2 separate regions of the Sus scrofa genome follow, and region 2 is linked to region 1. A link is a contact called in public HiChIP or PLAC-seq data. All regions are on one chromosome and are shown on one strand. The core of a region is the stretch at or near the end of the contact, and the rest is flanking DNA. Distances in the headings are between cores, read along the strand shown. Region 1 holds the start of AGPAT5 (1-acylglycerol-3-phosphate O-acyltransferase 5). Region 2 holds the start of ANGPT2 (angiopoietin 2).

Region 1 (4,388 bases), core at 1,041-3,540:
TAGTGTTATCTGAACTATTTTATACTTAGAGCAGCTCAACTGAAAAACTAAATAAAACTAAATTTATTTTATATGACATTTCATTTTTGATTGCTACAATGTATTGTGTTAGCATTTGGGGAAGAGGGGATAACAGCAGAGCTCTTAGTGTAAAATATATTTTAAAGTAAATCGGTTGTTACTAGGCAGGGAGAAGGTGGTGACAAAACAGAAGGTATTAATGAGCAGACATGTTTCATATCACCAGACATTGTGGCCTGCAAAGATCAATGATCAATTTTGTTATATTACAGTAGGAGGGGAAGAGCAACCAAAAAAAAAATTTTTTTTTTTTTAATAAACAAAGGAAAACAAATCCTCATTATTACTGGATACTGGTTCTTCATGTATTTATAAAAGGATGTCTGATGGTTCTCAAGCATAATTCAAAGTTTTATTTAATTCAGGTCCCTTGATGAAGTTTGTTAGGAATCCTAGAACTGAGTGCCCAGTGATCAAGAGATTAAACTTTTTAAAAACCTTGTGCCGAGAGCTCAGATCATAACCTGGAAGTCTATACTGTACTGTAAGGTAGGATATACAATTTCAGAAACACCTATATTTTATAATAGTTATTTTAAGATAAGAAATTTGCTAAACACAAATCTGTCCAATGGTATATGTGTTTTATTGCATGGGACATGTTATATGCTTTCAACTAAAATAAAATGACCCACCAAAAGTAGAATTATTTTTCTAAGAAGTAAATGACTGTGTCATATGTTCTGAATCTGTATCTTAGCCCAGGTCAGCTGTTGTATGATGTGAAATTAAATACTTAGTATGATAAAAACCCACATTTAGACAAAAGGGATGAAGTAAGAACAGAGTGTGCAAATGACTGGTCTGAATTGATTAAAGTTTTAAAGGAGGCTCTTTGTAAAAGTCAATTTACCAGGAAAGCATTATCTGGAAGAGAGGTCTTTCTTTCCTAGGAAACACAGATACTGATTTAAATGGAGGCCCTGCCTTCCCCTAGTTCTCTTCCCCCAAACCTCCAACTGGGGCAAATTCAGAGTTATCCAGGATCTAATTCTGCAAAGCAACTGCAAATTCAAAATAGGAGCTGGAGGACAACAGGGTGAAAGCAGCTGCTGGGGTGCGGCCGGCGGGGTGGGGGTGGGGGTGACAAAAAGACAAAACAATGCCATCCCAGTCACTCGACCCCACCCCCACCAAGAAAAGGGAAAAATAAGTACTAACTGGATATAAGGAATAACCAAGAATCAAGCTCTTTTTTTTTTTTCCAAATTGAGAAATAAAAGGAAAATTCACAACTGACATTTTTGTGTAAAAGACTTCAAATAATTAAAGTTAAAAGGGCCTTCTACTTTTGTTTGTTTTACAAAGTTAGTCTACAAATCCAATCTCTACAGAGAAAGAAACAAACTAATCATACAAAAGATCAGCCACACATTTAAGCCTAGTCAAAGTTTGCAAGAACTTTATCTACCGTAGGGCTTCTACTGTAACAAATGTATTAATTTCCTCGCCCAGCTTTCACTTACACTGGGGAAGAATACAAAACAAAGTTGTACTTCTTGTTCAAATAGTAACATCAGTCTGTTTCAAGAGATGGTCTCCAATTTTTAAAAGCGCACTTTTGAGTTCCAACATAAACGCCTTAGACCAAATGCCAGAAACTGTCAACTACTGCTCGCCCTACTTAAATGTTCATCTGCAGCTACTTCGCTAAGCACCAAGACAGATAGTTAAAAGAGGGGAAGAGCGGACGGCTCATTCCAATTGTAGCCTCAAAACAAAGCTACTGAGACTACCTACTGAGTACCTGCAAGGAAGCATCCGGCCAAACGCGAAAGAACATCAAATTTCCCCCACGGAGGGAGGATGGGTCATAGCACGTGTTCCGGGGGCCGACCTGTCCGACAAGGCGGAACAATCCTACACGAACTGGGAGCGCTGGGTGGTTCCAAGCTGGAAGATACGCCTGAGCCCCCGAAGGAATCAAGACCAAGGGAGGGGGCGGCAGGTGTGGAAGGAGGGCGCATAGGGCAGGCAGTGCCTCACCTGCACCCCAGTGTAGTTCTCGAAGAAGAAGAGCACCATGCTCTGATAGATGCAGTAGAGCCGGTCGTCCACCGCCTGGTAGAAGCGGGAAGGCAGGAAGGCGGAGAGCAGCCGCCAGGCCCCCCAGGCCAGCACATAGGTGGGGGCTGTGCCCAGGAGCACGGCGCCCGGTAGCACGCAGCGCATCGAGTACATGTGGAGCACCAGGGACAGCAGCATCTTCCCAGCTCCGCGTGCGGAATGCTCTGCGGGCTCCTCCCAGCCGGGCAGCCTCGGGTCGCCCCGCTGCCCTCAGCCGGCGGCCAATCACCGGGCCGGGCCCGGCCCAGCCACCGCCCCCTCACCTCCCCAGGCCGCCGGCCGCACCTGAAACACCCAGCCCGCGCCGGATCCGGCCTCCGCCCCCAGCCGCATGGGCCGTGCCGCCGCCAGAGGGTGAACGGGCGGGCGAGTGAGGGTCCCGGCGCGTTGGTAGCGGCCGCGGGACAAGGGGATGTCGCGGCCCTAGGGCACAGGGTTGCTCAGGATCACTTACACCCCATGACCCTCGCCCGTCACCCTCTGCCCCTGCCGGGGGCGGGGCTTCGCGCCAACAAAGTTCCTTCTGATTGGCTGTCCGTTACCATAGTCCCCTGTCGTGGGCGGGGAGGGCTCTGCGGCAAGAACTCGTCTCTGGATTGGTCGATTGTGGCTGACGGTTGAAGCGCAACTGCCGCCCGAAAGCGTGGACTGCCCGGCTCTGGCTACTGCGCATGCCCCGAAAGCAGGGCCTAGCTGCGGAGGCAGGATGGGAGGTGGCAACTGCCCGGCGGAGCAGGGTGAAGGTGGGTGCTGGTTGAGGGGAGTGGGCGGCTCTGCGCCCCCCTCCCCTACCCCGGTCGAATTCTGGGTGCTGGTTGGCCTGAGGGAACGCTCCACCTCCTGCTTCCGTACCTGAGGGTCCCTGGGCCCCGGAATGCGCCCTCAAAGCGACATAGGTGACACGCGGTGCTGCAGACCTTGACTTCCGCGCTAAGAGGTCTCCTGTCAGGCCTGCTGTGGGAAGGCTGACGGGACATGATCCGGGCCCTTTCAGTAGTGACATAAGCGCTGTCCGAGCGCCAGCCTTGGGTCATCAGACCAGGCTTACCTTCTCTTTAAAGGTGTCTTCCTCTCTACCTCACTCCACCCCACACCTCCTTCCAGGCTTCCTCCTCTGCAGCAGGTGCACAGGACTCCCGCTCCATCCCTGCACTCACCCTTAGGGTGCTTCCGAATCAGGCCCCATTCTTCCATCACTCTAAGTTTACGCATAGCTGGGCATCCTTTTTACAAGGTACTCTACACAGTTTTATCAGAACTTACCAAGTTCACTCTTGCTTGACGTCCTCAGGGCCTGGCTCTTTGACTTCTTTTTGATAGTTTATGAGGAACTTTATTTTTTTGTGTAGTCCTTGAAAGTGCTTGTGTGGACATGTGGCATAAAGAACTGACCTACTTTTGTGACCTTAACAAAAATCTAGGGAGTCAGGGCAGTTGTTTTGTTGATGTAAAAACAGATCCACAACAGAAATTGAAGAAACTTTTAAAATCCACTATACTCTAATTAAACAAAACAAACAAAAACAGCAGACCCAGAGGCCTTCTTAATCCTACTGCACTTTGGCTACAGTGAGTATGGTTTAAGTAAAAAAAAAAAAAAAAAAAAAAAAAAAAAATTTTTTGAATGCAAGCCCGTGGTGTAATTTTATGCAGGAAGGCATATATATTAGTGGAACATTCTAATCAGGGCTAGGATGGTGGCTACTTTTTTTGACTATCTGTACATAATTGACATGATGTCATGTGATTGGTAAATGGTGACCTTGAGGAACAAAACCAAGCGAATAGAGATTGCTCAAGGAACAAGTATTTGAACAGATAAATTGCCAACTGGACACATATTGAAAGGTTTTCAACAGGGATTCCTCTCTTTCTGCAGAAAGTAATGAATGCCTGTGCTGTGAGAACTGATTTCATTTGGGAGGGGAAAAGTCCTGGGTGTGGACAGAATGTACAGCCCATGCTGCTCACACTTCCTTTCATTGAGACCAGACATCTCTATGGTTAGAAAAATGTTTGAAGAGAAAGTTGATTGAGTGTTCCGGTTTTGACCTGTACACATGAAGCTGGTGAATGTGTGATATGTGTAATATGTTGCCTTCTGTGAGTTACTGAAGGTTGTGAAGTTTTGTGCCATGTTCTGGCATGCAGACACTGAGAACTTGAGCCACTCTTGTTTCCTGCTTACATCCAAACCCAGCCCCTACCTACAAGTTACCCCTTTGCTCTGTCCCTACCTG
Region 2 (4,388 bases), core at 808-3,307, 210 kb after region 1:
GCTGGAAGGCAGAGGGGTGATTTTTAAAACCACACACGCAATATTAATACCTTATAATATGTGCTTTCAAACGAGGAAGAAACTTAGAAGAAATGTGACTGTCGTGTTCCTGCTTCACATTCACCCAGAGTACAACAGTTGTAACATCTGATGGTGCAAGAGCTAATTCCCATTTAATGGAAGTGCTGATAAAGGAAGTGATAGTCCTAAATAACATGCATTATTCCATATCATTTAAATTCTAAAAGTGCTACAGAGAAAGAGTCATCTCATTCCACAAGTAGGGAAACGCAGACTTAGAGAAGTTAAACATTTGCTTCAGACCTCAGTGAATCAGGGTTCTAACACTGGCCCTGTCTTCCCTCTATGGTCAGTGGTCCAAGTAAGGTGTATTTAATTTGCTCCTGTGGTGGAAAGCATGTACCAGAATTGAGATCTAGCTTTCCTTGAGCCATGGAGCCCTTCGATAGCCAGGGGAAGTCTATGAACCCTTTATCGGAAATGGGCTGTTTTATTCAGACATTAAATAACAGGATCTTGGGGGCAGATTACGTAAAAATGTAGTGCTGAGTGCAGTAACAGCTTGACTTATCATGACAAAAATATGTGATGCCTATTGGTGGCCAGAGATATTGACCAGGGTTGCTTGTGACCTACTCATAGCTAAAAGCAAGGCTATATTTTCAGTTAGACTTTGGTGAAAAAGACATCTTTTTCTGTCAAGGCTCACAGACCCCACGAATTCTGTCTGTGGACCTCAGACAGGTCCCTGCTCTGGGGGTAACCTGGGAGCCAGTCCTTGCATGAGAGGGACCTTTATAAAGGTTTAACTAGGTCTCTTGAAACAGAATTCCCTATACAAATCTCATAGTCATCCAAGAATGAAAACCCTAAAAATCTTCTGAAATCTGGCCTTGCATGATTGGACTGCCCGACACTGGCTTTACGGGTAGATGAGGTCTGTCAGGTCAGTGCTGGACGGGCCTGGAGGCAAATCTCAGGCAACGAGGTGTGAAAAGACCATGCCAGGCTCCATGTTCCCTTGTGCACTCTGGCTGGTGAGTGAGCCAACTGTCAGTCTCTGAAGTGCTAAGTTTTAGCTCCAGGAAGGAAGGAACACAGAGGGTTTACGGAGCCACAGAATTGAAACAGAAGAATCTTGGGAGTTAATGCAACCTCTGAATTTTACAGATGAGGATTTAGAGCTTAATTAAAAAGGAGTGATTTGCCTTCGACCCTAACTGTGGCTGATTTAATTGATCCTGGATAGTATGTTACAAAATGATGGGATTTGAGCAAACCCTGACCTAATAAAGGAGAAGCTTATGTATGCCTCTCTCACCCTCCTCTTATTTAAACTGTGATTTCTCTATGTATTATAATTTAGAGGGCCATTAATCAGTCCAGCATATTTTAAATTTACTTTGAATACTGAAGTGGATATTTTGTTTAAAAGATTAAATGTCAGAGCTCAAAAACTTGATTTTCCTAACCCAATTTAATAAAGTGAGATGTTTCTATCCAATTGTTTTAAGATGAAAATTCTGCATTCTTAAGCTAGTGGTTCAAAAATCAAGTAATACCAAGGAAACTATTTTCCCTATGAAAAAGGCAAAGAGTTTATAAGAGCAAGACTTCTTCCTTTTTGTTGGTAATAACAAAAATAAACCAAAGTCCTGACATATTTGTAGTATTTTTATTCCTAAAGGAAAAAACAGGAACTTTCATTGTACTTTAAAGTTATTGCCCCAGATATTTTACCAGCTCAGCCCTGTGAAATCAGTTTCAGACACAAGAGACCGCCAAGCTCTCTCTAGGAAATACTCAATTAGGGTGGTGCCTCTGAAATACCCAGGGGTCCTGTAACTGATGGGCTTTTCCCAGAGGGCTTCTACAGCCTATAGCCCTGCCTGGACAACACACACCACACTCGGATTTTTCCTGTTGCCTGCCTAGTGACCCCCTACAGGAAGATAACGGACAAGCCGGGAGGGGAGGGCGGGGCAGCCAGCTACACATGTCTGGCTCTCTTATCAACTTATCATATAAGGAAAGAAAGTGATTGATTCGGATCCTGACACCGCAGAATCTGGGGGAAGCAAGACAAAGGCGCATTAAGTCTGATCTGGAAGGCGAATGCAGCCTTCACAAGGGAGTAGGATTATTCTTCCGACTGCAGTCTGACAGTTTACTGGGGACCAGAGAGGAGAAAGCGGCATCAGAAACCAAAGTTGCTGCAGGGAAAGAGGGAAGCGGGAACTTTCATTGATGGACCCTGAGCCATGGCAGCAGAGCCCCGTGCCTGAGAGGGCAGCTTAGCACCCGGGAGCCTCCCGTGCCTTGCACTTTGCTAAACGGAGGTTGATTCCCACAGAGGAAAAGAATGTGGCAGCTTGTTTTCTTCACTCTGAGCTGTGATCTCGTCTTGGCTGCAGCCTATAACAACTTTCGGAAGAGCATGGACAGCACGGGGAAGAGGCAGTATCAGGTTCAGCACGGCCCCTGCAGCTACACGTTCCTGCTGCCTGAGACGGACAACTGCCGCTCCCCTTCCAGCTCCTACGTGTCCAACGCGGTGCAGAGGGACGCGCCGCTCGACTATGACGACTCTGTGCAGAGGCTGCAAGTGCTGGAGAATATCATGGAAAACAATACCCAGTGGCTAATGAAGGTAGGAGATCACCTTTCCTTGGTTCGGCTAAGACGGGCGGGAGAGGGCGGTGATCAGGCAGCAGAGGAGAGAGAGGCTGATACCTATGAATGAATTGCCACTTCTTTCATTCTTCCCTGCTGTGTAAAGCAGTCGTGGGTGGAAAGGGACAAGGATTACTGGGGGAGGACACCAGGATAGATGGAGAAAAGTCTCTAAAGTCAGGAATCATTAGAAACAGAGGAAGCACACTTCTCTGCACAAGTGTGGGCTGTTTTGTTTGTGTAAGTAGTTTATGCTCATAAAACCCATTACCAGGGATGTTATAAACCGGCCGCAGGCACAGGAGGGAAGCTGCAAGCAACAGCAGCGCCGGAGCCAGGAAAAACGTGACAATCATGCTAATTACTGATACATAACGGATGGAGTAAAGTGCTTTACCAATTTCCTGAATTTATTTACTAAAATAGACGGGGACTCTTGGTAAATGAGAGGAAATTAAATAAAGCAGGGCTTACGCTTCTCAGAACCTTGGGGGCTTTATCCCAAGGGTTTGCCATTTGCAAGTGGGGGTGAGTTTCCAGGCGTCTGAGGGGGTTCAGCGCTGCAGCTCCCTTCAAGCACCCTTCAGTTTCTTGATCAGTTTTGAAGGCAACCCCATGTGGGCGGGCGTGCAGGGTGCTTGGCTGCAAGAGGGTCATGTTCCTGGGGCTCAGGTGATTTCACTGTTTCAGACTTTTCAGAAAATTTAACTCAAATGTGATACTGAAAGCTCAGGTTTCCTTTCACAAGCCATCACTTTCACATGTAAGGCTATTTATATGAGACCCAGAATCACCCCGGAGTTTTTCTTGATAAGGACTACTTATATTCTAAAGGAGTTTTGAACAAATTGCATACATAGATTAGCCATTAACTATTGCAGTGACATCATAGCACAATGCTTACACAGCAGAGAACGTGACCATTGAAAGCAGAGCTGTTTTCCCCCATTCAAAACTTTGCCCCAGTCTTTCATTTCTCCGTAAACCTTCTCTTAGGACACCTTATCTTAATCTCAGAATAGATCTCGGCTCATAATCTGTGTTTCTCATTAGCTCTCTTACCTTCGGAGAGGAAATGACCAAGTTATTACTTTGGTCCTGAGCCGAGATGAATGAAAGCCCTCAGCACTGCATTCAGTGTAACAAGAGGGGTCGCTTCAAATCAAAGAACAGAAAACAACAAAAACGTATCAGAAAGACTTGCTCCAGAGTACAAAACTCATTAGTCCTATCTCTGTAAGCACAATCCCTTCTGGGCAAATTCTCCAGTAATTTTCTCTCCTTTCCTAAGAAGATCCCTGCAGTGCTCTTTAAATCTTCCAAAATTCATAGATGTGCAGATAACAGTGTTAAACTTAAAAAGCACACAGCAACACAGGCTCAAATATTTGAAAGACAGACTACATCCTAAACATCTGCTCATGCTGCCTTCCCATTTCTTTCTAAGTTGTCACGGCTCAGGTAGAATAGCTTCCCTTCCTCTCCCGTGGCATGGGTAACTCCAGGGCCAACAGTCACAGTGAGAGATGAAAGATGCGCCATTGTAGTAAACATTCTAATCTGCCGAACTGGTAAATCATCTCTTAAAATAAATAGTCAAGAAACAAAAAAGAATGTTTTGCCAAATGCAAGATCACTAAATTGTATTTGCATAATGAAGCCCACATTAGTTCTACCTGAAAGTCCATATTGCA

What was found. HiChIP or PLAC-seq counts read pairs in DNA pulled down with a chosen protein or histone mark.
Region 2: a contact with region 1 is called in an H3K27ac HiChIP or PLAC-seq map of alveolar macrophages. The contact joins the promoter of ANGPT2 here to the promoter of AGPAT5 in region 1. A contact is called at or near these places in 1 of 5 promoter capture datasets (liver), 1 of 47 Hi-C or Micro-C datasets (fetal heart ventricle) and 1 of 2 datasets of contacts at active chromatin or transcription factors (alveolar macrophages).

Annotation. Positions count from the first base shown.
Region 1 is chr15:37,799,397-37,803,784 of Sscrofa11.1, reverse strand. AGPAT5 (1-acylglycerol-3-phosphate O-acyltransferase 5) reads right to left here and starts at 2,290. Exons shown (of 8, transcript NM_001143701.1): 1 at 2,068-2,290. The coding sequence starts at 2,286.
Region 2 is chr15:37,591,886-37,596,273 of Sscrofa11.1, reverse strand. It overlaps ANGPT2 (angiopoietin 2), which reads left to right and starts at 2,057. Exons shown (of 9, transcript NM_213808.1): 1 at 2,057-2,671. The coding sequence starts at 2,384. The region is part of intron 12 of MCPH1 (microcephalin); the gene reads right to left.